Regions from separate parts of the Zea mays genome. Here region 1 is linked to region 2. A link is a contact called in public Hi-C data. All regions are on one chromosome and are shown on one strand. Each heading gives the region's core, a stretch centred on a gene start, on an enhancer-like site or on the middle of the called end of the contact. The rest is flanking DNA. Distances are from core to core; before and after follow the strand shown. Region 1 has its middle 26 kb from the start of LOC100192882. Region 2 holds the start of LOC100194121.

The links. A called contact is a pair of places that touch in the nucleus more often than the background predicts.
Region 1: a contact with region 2 is called in a Hi-C map of leaf, with 4 times the contacts expected there. The contact joins the enhancer-like site here to the promoter of LOC100194121 in region 2. A contact is called at or near these places in 3 of 25 Hi-C or Micro-C datasets (bundle sheath, ear and leaf).

Annotation. Positions count from the first base shown.
Region 1 is chr8:10,783,819-10,790,582 of Zm-B73-REFERENCE-NAM-5.0, reverse strand. No RefSeq gene overlaps it. Among protein-coding and RNA genes, the nearest start is that of LOC100192882, 26 kb to the left of the region's middle. Within about 2 kb of position 4,987, at least 20 of the 20 cell types and tissues checked have an H3K27ac peak or open chromatin away from gene starts, as enhancers often do. A contact at or near this core is called in bundle sheath, ear and leaf, where this site is marked.
Region 2 is chr8:10,718,504-10,725,299 of Zm-B73-REFERENCE-NAM-5.0, reverse strand. It overlaps LOC100194121, which reads left to right and starts at 5,298. Exons shown (of 9, transcript NR_183225.1): 1 at 5,298-5,716; 2 at 5,813-5,919; 3 at 6,584-6,796.

The DNA of each region.
Region 1 (6,764 bases), core at 3,738-6,237, 66 kb before region 2:
CTCTGCAGGTATGAACTACCCCCACACCAATAAGGGCCGCGGGATAGCTGGCTCCGAGCGGCTCGCCACCAGCGGCGGCGACCACATCAGCACCGGCGGCGGCGGCCACCCCTGCACCGACGACTCGCCAAGCAGCGGCGATCACCTCAGCACGTGCGCCGCTGCGAAAAGGTCCTCACCCCCGTCTTCCTACGGGGGGGGGGGGGGGCGACAACGAGGCCATTAAAGCCAAAGAGCCGGAGGTCCGGCAGCAGGTGACACTGACGGTCTCGCCAGCGGAGGCAACCACCTCTGCAGTGGGCAGCCTCACCAGCGTCGACGACAGCGGCCACCTGCGCACCAGTGCCGTACCGGCGAATGGCGGCCGCCCCAGCGCGCGCGAAGAGGTCTTCGCTCCCGTCCTCACTGCAGGAGTGAGGACAAGACCATCCAAGAACGCGGACGCCGCCCCCGCGGCATACGACATCTTGTATGACCCCCAGTGCGACCGACGACGCGGGAGAAGCCGTGGATGTGCCCGACCCACGCACGGCGCGACCGTCACCCATGCGGTGGACGGACAGCCACGCCCCGTCCAAGCGGCAGGAGGCAGCGCCGGAGGCGGCACCAAAGCCGCCCAGGCCGAGGAGCCAGACACGTGGCAGCTGACGGCGCCTCAGACGGCCGGCCCCACGTACCCTGAGTTCGCCTCCTTCGCAAGGCTGGCGAACGCCCTTCTCCCTCGAATGCTGGAGGAAGAAGCGGGTCGCCAGCCCATGCGGAGGGCAGGGCCCCAACTCGGCTCGCCCTCCTCCCCAGCGCGGATGATGAACATCCTTGAAGCTGAGGATAGGGGGGAGGCCACAGCCCGGCTCGCTTCTCTCCACCACAAGGCTGGTAGTCATCCTTGTGGATGACCACCGGCCGGAGGTTGCGACCGGGCTGCGTGATGAAAATCCTTGAAGTCGAATGATGGCGGAAGAGCACCAACCCCCACGGGATTGCGTTCCTCCAACAGCAGCAAGAAGAAGGTAAGATCGGCGGCACCACCACGAGCGCAAGCTCTCCGGCGGTGAGGTCGCCGGAAGGGACGACCTTGACACGGATCCCTCTAGAGAACACCGACGCACACCATCTGGAGGCTCGGAAGGCGGAAGGGCGTGATGGTCGCAAGAAGAGCGAGGCATGTCTACTGCCCGGGGGATCGACCCCTTTTGAAAGGCAGATCTCCCCACTCGCGCCCCGAAGCGTCACGGGCGAAGTCTCCCCCGACGTGCACCAAGGTTCCCACCTTATGACACGGGGCCAGGCCCCACATGTCATACAGACTGACCCGAAGAAGGAGCGTGCGACTACCCCGCGGTAATGCGCCCCTTCATTTTCGGGGCAACCAGCGGTCAAGAAGGCGAACCGCCACACAAGGGGCATGCAACTGCCCCACGGTTAAGCGCCCCTTCATCTTCGCCATAACCAGCGGTCAAAAAGGCGAACCGCCACGCAAGAAGCGTACAACCGCCCCGCGATTGTGCGCCCCCTCAGCTTCGCTGCAACCGACGGTCCAGCACGGGGGCCCAGACCCACATGTTATGCAACCGGCGCGCCGATTACCTGGTGCGGAAAAATCGCACCTCCGCTCGCGCCAATGCCACGTCTTCTCGGGGCCGTCGCGGAAGTCTGAAAAGATAAGTTTTTCAGAACCAGTGCAGCGACTCGAGGCACCCCACGCATGGCCCAACAGTGACATTAAGTACGAAGGTCACGGGCCAGTCAGCCGTGGGAATAGGCGTAGCAGTCGGCATGACCATAGGCGGGCCGACAGTAATTACATCAATAGGTGCGCAGGAGCAGCAGGCCAACCGCCAATCAGACTCTGGCCCCACCTGCAGACTCGCATCCTCCTCTGAGGCGGGCCCAGGGGCCACTGTCGGTACCCTGAATTAGGGGTACCCTCTTCTACGGCATGAAGGCGCTGCACCCGTACGACACCTACAGGCCACGCAGAGAGCGGCACCCGACCCCACCACATGGGCAGGTCTAGGGGCACCATGTGGCAAGGAAAGATAATACTTCCAAGGGTGTATCGATGGGTCCGGACCTCCGCAGAGGTACACCGGACCCCTGTACGTACGGGTCTGGAGCTTCCAAGAGGACATGCCAGGTCCCTCCGAGTAAGGTCCGTGCCTTGGCAAGGTCCCGGGACGAGGAGGACCCCGACATGAGAAGGGGTCCGGTGCCGGCACGTGTCCAAGCCTTGCCCTACGCTTCCCGCCCAGGCGGAGACCCGCTGCTGCCGCGTGGCTTATGGCCCGTGACATAAACCAACGGGCCGAGCCTGACGTAAGGCCCACACAGTCGTGCAGCCTCTGCATTTACTGTGGAGAGGACGCGCCGCCTGCCACCACGTTGACGGGCGACGTGCTCTCTCAGCATTTAATGTGCCCTGTCCAATCCGCTGGCAGACGGCGTCAGAGTCATCCAGCAGACGGCGCGCCTGACCAGTCTGTTGGTGAACAATGCGCCCGTGCCGAGCGGCGCACTGTACTCATCATCCCTTCTACAAGAAGCTTCCCTTGCACGCCGAGGATACACAGATCTCGGGCATCGTGACACAAGAAGATTGCCCCAGCAGCAAACATTTGTGGCTCCAAGTGCTATATTCATTATGTCCATAGGTCCACATGTCGGGACCCAGTACCTTTGTGCATGCCCCCTTCAGCTATAAAAGGGGAGACATGCGACGTTACAACACAGGCTCACACAAGCTGATAGACTCACAAACTCATACGAGTTCACCAACAATACATCACACAGTGGTGTAGGGTGTTACGCTCCGGCGGCCCAAACCACTCTAAAACCTTGTGTGTTCTTGTGTTCTTCCTGTTTTTCTAACTAACAAGAGAAACACCTAAGCTCCTCCTCATCTTAGGATTTAGGGCGGGTGCACTCCGCCACCCGGCCGGAGATTTGCTCTCCGACAAAAATCTATGCAAAGGACCCAGCTATATTATGTGCAAGTGTCGTTTTGACTAAGTACGACTATCTGTATCACAAAAGGAGTTACATATCCTAGTTTTTAAACCTATACACTAGCTTGTAACTAAGTTAGAAAAGTAAAACACATAACTAAGCTAACACAATACAAATGCGGAAGTCTGAGTTTAGGGAGTTTTTTTTTAAACTAACGGAGATGCTTTAAGTACCCTATTGGGTGGGATATCTTGTGCTTCATCGAATATGTCTGGTTCCTTATAGATCGCCCCAACCACATTGCAAACATCTCCAAGTACTTTGTATGGTGACTTATGTAGTGCAATGCCTGGTGCACACCTACATGTCTAGTGTACTATATTTGGTGTTTTATCGCAGCATCAACGGAGACGTCCCATGCTGCTAAGCATCCTGTTTTTATTCGTGTTTCTTCGGTCCGAGGTTCTTTAGGGTAGGAAGGGATGGAGTCCTGTAAACCCCCTCTCCTCTGCTACTGCACCACTGTCTCTACCCCACATCCAGTGAAACCACGGTGAATCTATCCACACCTCTTGTAGATCCGATAACTACTATAGTACTATGCCTGATGTAAACAGGGTTGGACTCAACTCAGATGTCATATTTTACGTTTTAGGGCAGACCAAGAGTTTTTTTTTTCAATTTCACTCTCTCTCTCAATTATTATTTAGAGAGACATTTGCATAAAAACACACGTTCGGTATCTTTTCACCCCACATCCAGTGAAACCACGGTAAATTTATCCACACCTCTTGTAGATCTGACGTAAACAGAGTTAGACTTAAAGGCCCTGTTTGGGAACAAAGTTTTTAAAATACCACAGTATACTTTAGTCATGACAATACCGCAGTTTACAATACCGTAGTTTTGAAAACTGAGGTCCAGAGCTAAGTTTAGAATGCCTTAAAACAACTATAGTATTTGCAATACTTCAGTTTTAAAAAAACAGAGATTTTAGCCAACTTGCTAAACACCATTCTGTATATAATACTGCAGCATTTGAGAATACTGCAGTATTCTTTCAAAACTGTGAAAAACTTCACTCCCAAACACCCCCTAACTCAACAGAGGTCATATTTTACGTTTTAGAGCCGTCCAAGAGTTTTTTTTAAAAAAATTTCGCTCTCTCAATTATCATTTGGAGAGACATTTGCATAAAAAAACACATTCGGTATCTTTTCGATCTCCGACATGTTTTATATATCTTGTTTATATTCTACATAGTCATTTACATTTTTTTTAATATTTGGCTAGCGGGAAATCCGGATAAAAATATAATTATATTTGGATACCCATTTTGATAAGCTGTTGAAGGAAACTTTTTTATTTTTTTTATTTATGCAGATTAGAAAGAGTATACAGAGTCTTTTACTCTTTTACTGTTGCTTAAAAAAATTTAATTTTTCGAAAGAAAAAAATACGTACCGCAGTACCCTGCGAACAAAAATATTCGATGCGAAAACCCGCGGAGCTGTGTCTCCGCATGGTTGCTGGGCTTGCAGTTGCAGCACGGCAGTGCAGGTGTGCGCAAGCCTGCAAGTCTGCTGCACTGCAGTGCAATGCAACCCATGGTGGCCGCTGGTTTTATGGAGAAGATAAACGCATCGGTGGAAGCGAGATGCAGCGCTTGCCGAGACCGGAAGGAAAAGCGGGCAACGTGTGGCTGGCATGGCATGGCATGGCAGCCGGGGAGTACGGAGGGGGGTGTGGCTGCCTGCCACCGCCGCGGCAGGCTGCAGGCGCCGGCGCGTATCTCGAGGCGGCGGAGTGGTGGGGTGGGGACTGGGGAGGGAGGGCCTGAGACGTCGCTCTCTCCCGAGGCCGATGGGGACGGGGAAGCAGAGCAGACAGCGCGATATGAATGCACGCACGACGACGGACGGGCACGAGGCCCGCTGGATCTGGCCGCGGGGCCACCCCCCGGATCTTGACCGGTCAATGCGCGCGGGCCCCGGCCTCGGCCTAGGGTGAGTGCGATCTTATTGGGTGTCGTGTCTGCTGGCCCGCCTCGGGCCTCGGGCACGTCCAGGCCCAGTCAGACAGCCAGCCCACGCCGGGTGGGGATCGGTAGCGACGTGACTCGCCCCGACGCCAGTGCTCTGTGACGCTGTCTGTACTGTGGTTACCCCCGCCCCGTGGCCGTCCGCGCCCCCATGGCCGGCGCAGTGCTGGGAGCCTGGGAGTACGGCGAGAGTGTGCAATTGTGCGTGCATGGAAGCGCAAGCAAGGGCCGGGCAGGGATCACACGGTCAACGTGCACAGGAGCGTTGCACGATCCCATCCCCGAGACACGGCTATGGCGCTGTCGACGCCGTGTAGGGAGGATCGGAGCTGTTGTGCACGCAGTACTTGCGCCCACCGTCGTCGTCCTACCTGTTCTAGTTGGGTTCGGATCCGTTCGGCTGCTTGTAGTCTGGTAGAGTACTCTACTCTACTGTTGAGCAGTGCTACAAACTTGCCGGTGGCGTGTTATATTCACTGTTCACATCCGTCGCGCCGCTACCGCACAGCGCAGTGTGTTGCACATGCTGGTTACTTGAGGGGGCTGATCAGATCCCCACTCAACTCCTACTAGTAAATGCTGGGCCATGATAATCCCTCTCCTTAGACCCTGTTTGTTTCAGATTATAATCTCTCCAGATTATATAATCCAGCGTAAATAATCGAATAGTTAAACAAACACATATATTATTGGTTCAGATTATATAATCTAAACTCTAGATTATGATAATCTCATAATCTCCTCAAGACTAGCTTATTTGAGATCATTTTGGTAAAAGACCCACTATCCATGGTAATGTAAATAGAAATTACAATATATGTCATCCTTCTTTTCTCACCTCAAATAAACAATAAGGGTATTGTTGTCTTTGTGAATAATCTACATTTGTATAATCTAAACTACCAAACAACTACATATAGATTATAATATATCTAGATTATAATCTAGATTATATAATTTAGATTTTAATCCAGATTATATAATCTATAAGCTGAAACAAACAGACCCTTAGCCTATCCCCGGAGCTGCCTTTTCATCTCACCTCATATTTCTATCTTAAATTTTACTCTACAAATAATATAAAACAATATTTTATACGATCATATACAAGCTCTGCAGAGCAGTGGCAGAAGATGGATAAAAATTTAGGTATGACTCTACATTATATAAGGCTGGCTTCAGTGGTTGCCGCCAGCCAGCACTCTCCCCTTGCATGGCGCCTGAAGGGGGCGCTCCACGCCTGCAGCGTTGCCCCCTACAGGGCCCCTACCGGCCGGTCCCCTTCTCTCTCCCTCTAGATTTAGCGTTTCACTATTCACACCCTTGAGACTGTTTATTTCAGTAGCAGTGGGTCCACGAGTAATTGTTAGTAGATGAAAAATTGATATTGGTTGAAAAGTAAATATAAAAAAAATGATATTTTATGGTTGTAGTGGGGTATAGAGGAAAATATAGGGGGCCGCTGCGGGAGATGAAAACGTAGGGGTGAAATGTTGATGATGTGACGCAAAAAATTTGATATAGGGGGAAATTTTAGAGGGAACGCTACGGATAGCCTAATATTTAGTATGCAACTAATTAAATTATAGAATAAAAATGCACAACATATATTGTCGGCGTTTCAAACCCGGGGGGTCCCTGGACCGACGAGTAAATTATCGCCGCGTGCCCCAGCCTAGATGGGTCGGCGCGAGACGGAGCGCGAAGGGGGGAAGAAGCCGGAGGGAGACGGGCGTGAGAGGTGAAATCCCGCGGCCTTCGTGTATTGCCTCCCTGA
Region 2 (6,796 bases), core at 4,049-6,548:
GTTTTAAACCTACATTCATCGCTTGCCCGCACATGTACGTCGCTCGCCGCGTCCTTTGCCTCGACCAAGTGAGCGCGCATGTGGTACTCCATCCTCTCCCCTCATCCATGAATTGGAGGGAGAGGGAGACCTTCACGTATCAACTAGTCTAACTCCTTTAAACTACCAATGTAGTACTATTGGTTTCACCATCTTATTGTCATATATGGGCTAAGATTTAATTGTATTTCTCTAATGGGCTAAGCCCGCAAATACAACAATCTTTTTCCGGATCTCAAATGGAGTGTTTCAAAAGTTGAACTTTTGACTAGAACTTGAAACTGCACCATGTCATAACTTTGAAAAATAAACTATGTATTGAATTGTAAGTTTTATGTGAACGGGCTTCACTAGGAGGAAGGTTAACAGAGCTATATATATACTCGCTCTTTCAAATCGAAGACCACGACATCATAAGCATCCGGGAACCTCAGTGTTCATGCCTTGTATATGTTCTTCCTGCGGTTGGAACCTCAGTGTTCGGCCGTGCGAGTATACCGAGGCCACGTTTGAAAAGCCGACCGGGCGCCCTGGATCAAAAAGTTTGGACTGACGTAGACCTCGCCTTCCGGTTTTTACCACACCCACGCGCACTCGTAACGGTTATAAATGATTTTTTTTTACTCCCGTGAGTTGCAAGATTGCAATAAAAATCTTTCGATTTGGAGTTGTTGCGATGCATCAGACTAGCTCCAACAAGGAGCTCTAAAGGGTCCTGTACCCTAAATTTTTATGACGATGACGTCCTCTACTCCCTCCAGCAACGTCCTCTAAACGGTCCTCTAAATTTAGAGAACACTGCTGGATCCTCTATATGTAGAGTTTCTCTAAACGGTTCTCTATCTATTTATATAATTTAAACAACCGATTTAATAAAACTAAAATATGTATAATACATTTGATAGTATGACAAATACGTATGTACAAAAATTAAAAAATTAAAAATGTCTTTAATATAGGTATTTATATATAGATGACGTGATTTAGAGGACGTTGTTGGAGAGAAAGTAGATATAGGAGATGGAATCTTTTAGAGAAAACTGTAAAGGACAGATATATAGGATGTATATAGAGGACGTTGCTGGAGACAATCTCATGGCAGTAGCTCTGGATAGGAAGAATGTGGTGAAAGGCTGCTGTATAGTCTCGCCGCTTCGGTAACAGTGGGTCCATCCTGCATCCTGGAGGGGTGCTGACGACTCCATCCATCCAAAAAGGTAAAAAAAAACAACTGTTTTCGAGAAGTTAAATTTATCTGAATCTATAAAAATATATTTGCATATTTAAATATATTTTTTATGAAAATATATTCCATGAATAATTTAATAGTACTTATTGTATATTATTCATACCGTTACTTTTGTAAAAATATCTGGCGTGGGGTCCTGAGTCCTGACGCATGTACAGTACATGGCATGAAATAAGTGTCGCACCTCTATTAATTTTTCTCTAGCTCCGTCCCCATGAAAACTATAACGCTATATTTTTCTACCTGCAAATTATAACAAGTTTCTTTGTCTCGTTCTCCTATAGTAAAAATGTATGACATAAATATCTTCTTCGTATGGCTAGCATTAGCATATAAATATATTAGGCTAACTAGAGATACGTCTTTTCTTCAACTAGAGCCAACTCGCTTTGGGTTAACCAAATACAGCTAGTGTTCTCTCCTGCTCCAATTTCGATGGTTGTAACCATTTTTTTGTACGTGTATTTAGTCAACCTGAACACAACAAAAACCAAAGAAAACAGGCCAACAAATCTTCTGTCTATTGTCCACCATACATAGAAAATCGCACGGTTTCCTCAAACAAGATCAGGCAGACAGATCGAGAATAGTCCAACCGAACCAGACCACGCGCACCTAAGCAACCAGGGCTTCCTCTGCACGGTTTCCATATGGCAGCCGCAGGAGACCCAGCTTAGCAATTGGTTGTGGGGTTCACCAACTCAACTCCCAAGTCTCCAACCAAAGTTCCTACCAAAGACTAACCAAGCTGCAGGAGGAGCGATTTTTTTTTTTAGCAAATTGAGCTCCCTTTTCGGCCAGCTTTTGGGCAATCTCCGAGATCGTTTCGGTTTGGCGCGTTTCAGACCAGTTTTCGGGAGAGTTGGTGGTGTGGAAATGGACAAGTCGACCGGCCACATGCTGTTCTTGTTTGGACTTGGGATGGGAGCTCTCTCTCTCTCTTCTACTGAAAGGAAGAAAGGATGGATGCATAGCCTAGCCACCCGACATCTCTAGTTGAAAATCCCTGCTGCCGCTACATGCATTGGCTGGCTCACGTAGTACAGTACGACGCAGCAGCACTAGACGCTAGATCGACACAGCATTCATTTCGTGTAACCCAATCAGACATGCATCCTTGCAGCGTTCTGCTAGAGTATACTACTACTCCCCTACCTGAATGAACTGTCACTTCGGAGGCTGGTACGTCATCAGGAAATGGAATTCGTGCGGCTGCTACTTGTCGAGTTGACGACGAGCTACCATTGGTTCTCTCAGGTACAGAAAAAAAAGGGTAGTACTTGGTTTTTAAAGGGAAAAAAAGGATATGAGGCAGATTAAGTGGTCTAAACTAAAGCTTTGTCTCCCAAATGCTTTGGGGGTACTGGCTATTTTAAATTTGGAGATTCATAACAAATGCCTTCTGTGGAAATAACGGCTCTTTAAGCTACCAAGTGATCAGGATGGAACATGACAAGAATTCATTAAAAGGAAATACCTACATTATAAATCTACCACTCAAGTTTCTAAAAGAGCAGGATACTCTCAATTATGGTCTGGCTTGAGGGGGTGATGAGAGATCAATTTTACCTATTGGCTCTTTTAGATTACAAAATGGTGAATATGTGAGATTCTGAAAGGATAAGTAGATAGCAAGTAAACCCTTTTATGCAGCTTAATCTTTATAGACTCGTTATGAAAAAAAACATCTTTACATATGTAATAATAAATACTTTTGGCGACAGATTTTAGTTTAAAGGCCGGCGAGCATCGGTACAAAGAACATGATTTTAGCACCATCTTTTGGCGATATTCGGTGAAAACAAAATTTATATACATAAATATATGCACCGAATAATAAGGACTAACCTATTTTAAAAACTTCTTTAGATTTATTACTTACTATCCTACGATGTCATTAAGTATATCAAATACTTGCAATGATCAAACAACACCAACGAGAACAAGATCCTGGCCGACATCAAATCAATGACCAAAGTTTGTCCAGGCCACAGATTATGTGAAAATAGTTTTGAACAATTCGAGATGCTCCTGGTGGATAGCTCTAAGACATGAAAAAACATTGTCATAATTCAAACAAGGCTATAGAAAATAACTATAGAACCATAATATACGAAAGCAAGATCATCTCCAATTTAAATCGATAAAAAGGGTTAAGAAACTATATAAAGGTTTTAAAAAAATAGTATTGTCGCTAATAGATCTTATCGAGATGACATCAAACTCAAAGGCTGCTTAGTTTGGCAGCTGAAATTGCAGTGTCACAAAACAATAATAGCTCTAAGTCCGAGTTCATGGAAGACACGTCAACATAAAACAACAATAATAAAATAAATAAATGAAAAAGAATTATGGTACAATAAGCAAACTAGACCCACACTTTTTGTACGGAGTAACCTGCTAATTTCGATGACATCGAAATAAATCCGCTTTCATCACTACAAGCTTATGAGATAACAAATAATCTCTCTCAGAACCTATTTTTGGAAATATAAGCCCATCCGAAGGAAGGAAAGAAAAAAATATTTAGAGGCGCTTGACAGATCACTAAGGGTGCGTTTGGTTCAGGAACCAACTCGGATGAAGCGGCTCCATTCCAGTATCTAGGAATTGAGCCATTTCATTCTGTGTTTGGCGAGCAAAATGGAACCGCTCTATTTTCTGTTTGATTGAAGAGTATAATAGAGCGGAGCCGCTCCGTTCATTGTTTGGTTAGAGAGTCATATGAGTGTGGAGTGGAGGAGAGGGAGGACGCGAGAGCGCTCGCATCCGGTCGTTTTGGTAGAGCGAGAGCATCCCAAATATTTGCCATATATAGACTCCAGCAGTCACTCCTCTCCTCTATTGGAAACCAAACATCAAAAAAATAAGAATGGAGCCGTTCCATTCATTTCTGCTTCTCAACCAAACACGTCATAAAGTATTGTATCCGTTCTTTTTTGTTTGTCGTGATTTAGTTATTAAAAAATAAGCTAGCGGGCAACAAATATTCTATAGTGGAGATAGTAATATTTTTTTTTCGGTTTAAAAAAATAATGGAGTTCGTTTCCTCTTTGTTGATTTACTTCTCGTCGCTTCCCTAACTTTGTTTGCAAGGGTTAAAAGGACAAAGACGGTTTTTTTTTGCTCCTTTAATTAACTCGCAAGGTTTACCAGCCATCACTCGACATCACGTATTTGCATCGCTCAGAAAAAGGCAACGCGAAAGTCAAACTTAAATCTTCTTTAGAATTTCTCAATTCTATCCAACCCTGAAAATGATTTGAATTTTTAAAGAATACAAATTTCCGGAGGCCTCCGGCTGGAGAGTGGGCATCGTGGTTTAGCGGCAACGGGTAGTGGGTGTAGCAGTCGCGGGAAACGCGTGCAAAGCGGTTAGCCTACTGCTTCCTACTACTCTGCTCCGAGTCCTAGCTAGGGCAGTGGTGGTGGTGGGCCACCGATAAGGAAAAGGAACCCGTCTGCGTTCTTCCAAGTACACGGAGAATCCTGCCGGCCGGATAATGATGGATGGCACATCTCAGCCGTCCATGGTCCATTACAGTGGTAATAACTAGCTCTAGCAGCTCCCATGCCATTCCACGCGCGGCGACAACTCCTGTACTGTACACCGTCATTGTTGCACCGTTATTAGACAGACCATCGGGACATCTCATCCATAAATGTGACTAGACTAGACTAGACAATGGCAGCAGGATTACCGCTGTCTAAGGCCCTGTTCGGTTATTTGGGATTAGAGACCCGGATTAATTTCTAGCCAGATTATTTCTCTAATTTATATAGATTTTGATGAGCTGGAATGAATCCTAGCTTATTCCGTTACAACCGAACGGGCCCTAAGGACGATATCGGCAATCTTACTAGTACTGTTTTTACTGCTACCCAAAAGCATGACCAATTTACCACGATCGAAAGAGAAGGCTCCTTTTTCAGGAGGGGAAAAAAAGTCAAATGGGAAAAGTGACCAAGTACTAAATAAATAGGAGGCCATTCTAGTTCTACGGAAGCATACAAAACAGCTGCAGTTTCAGTGAAGCTGTTGCCGGGCGATGATACGATATGATATGATGTAATAGGATACCAGTGCCATTTCCCACCCATTAACCTTACCTTGCCTCTCTTCTAATTTAAACCTCTGCTGCAAGGGAGCGAGAGAGAGAGAGAGAGGAGAGGCACACAGCGCGCAGAGAGACTAGAGAGAGAGGGTTTGTCCTCCTGCCTGCCTTGGCTTGGCTAGCTTGGCCTCCCCTCCACCTCCATCGGTGTATTACATCCGAGGGCACTCCATCTCTTGCGTCCCTTAACCCCTCCACCAATCCAATCCAATCCCTTAACCCCGCACCGAATCCAGACTTCGAAGCTTCCTCTTCCTCCCGGTCCCGGCCCCGGCCCCGGCCCCGGAGCCCTGTTCTTGGTACTTAGGACAAGGTAAAGATTTGGTTTTTTCTTCTCCCCGTCATCTGGTTCCTCTTCTTCTTCTTCCTGGCGCTGCTGTGTTACTCAGTTAGTTTTAATACTCGCCAGACGCTCCGAGACCCTCGAGATTGAGAGCTCGCTCGCTCGCTCGGTGTCTTCGCCAGCTGCCCACCCTCCTTCCTGCTCGTCCCCCCGCTCGCGCCTCCTCTTCCTCGGTGAGTCTCGGTTTCTTGCTGTTCAGACATTTTTTCTTCTTCTTCTTCTTCTTCTGTCCGTGGTGTACCGTCGATGCAACGCTAATTAAACGCGCTTTCCTCGCACCCCTTGTGCGGCATTTAGCAACCACCAACTCTCATCAATTCGTTCTCCTCCCACAGAAAAGTGGCAGCTTTTTATTCGTCCCACCATATGTTGCCGTGCGCTCCGAGCGTGGAGGGTTTTACCTGTTCTTGGTACACTTGCCGGTTTCGATCCACATCTCACAGCTTTGGCCTCTCTCGGCACAGCGGCTGTAATCCCACTAATCTGATCCCCATTTCTTGCGGTTATCAGTTTGGTATATATATTTTTTTTAAAAAATGAATTACTATTATTTCCAACAAGCGGTTCCGGTTAGTTTCTGTCAGTCAGTTCCTATATCATAAGGGAGCAGTTGCCCGGTTTCCTTGGACATTTGGATCCCCACCGCCTGCGACCGCGTGCTCCTCATTGGGTTTGGCTTCTTGGTCTGCCTCTGGTTACTCTTACCGATGTTTCAAACACAATTTCAATCTGTCAGTTGCGATTGCGTTTGATTGCTTTTTCTGCATCGAGTGTCTGCAATTCGCGAGGATGGTGGCATTGTTTCTGTGAACTGAACCATGGATCACGTGCTCGTAGGACTGATGGGCGACCATCTCGCGTTGATCGTGGACCGGCTGCTGACAGAGTCGACGCTGGAGGCGGCGATCGGCGGTGGGAAGCACATGGTCGATCTGCGTCAGGAGACGGTGGATGTCGAGTACTGCCATCGCGGGCTAGGCGGCGGCTCGGCGACCAAGGTGGTGGAGTGCAGGATTTGCCAGGAGGAGGACTGGGACACCTGCATGGAGG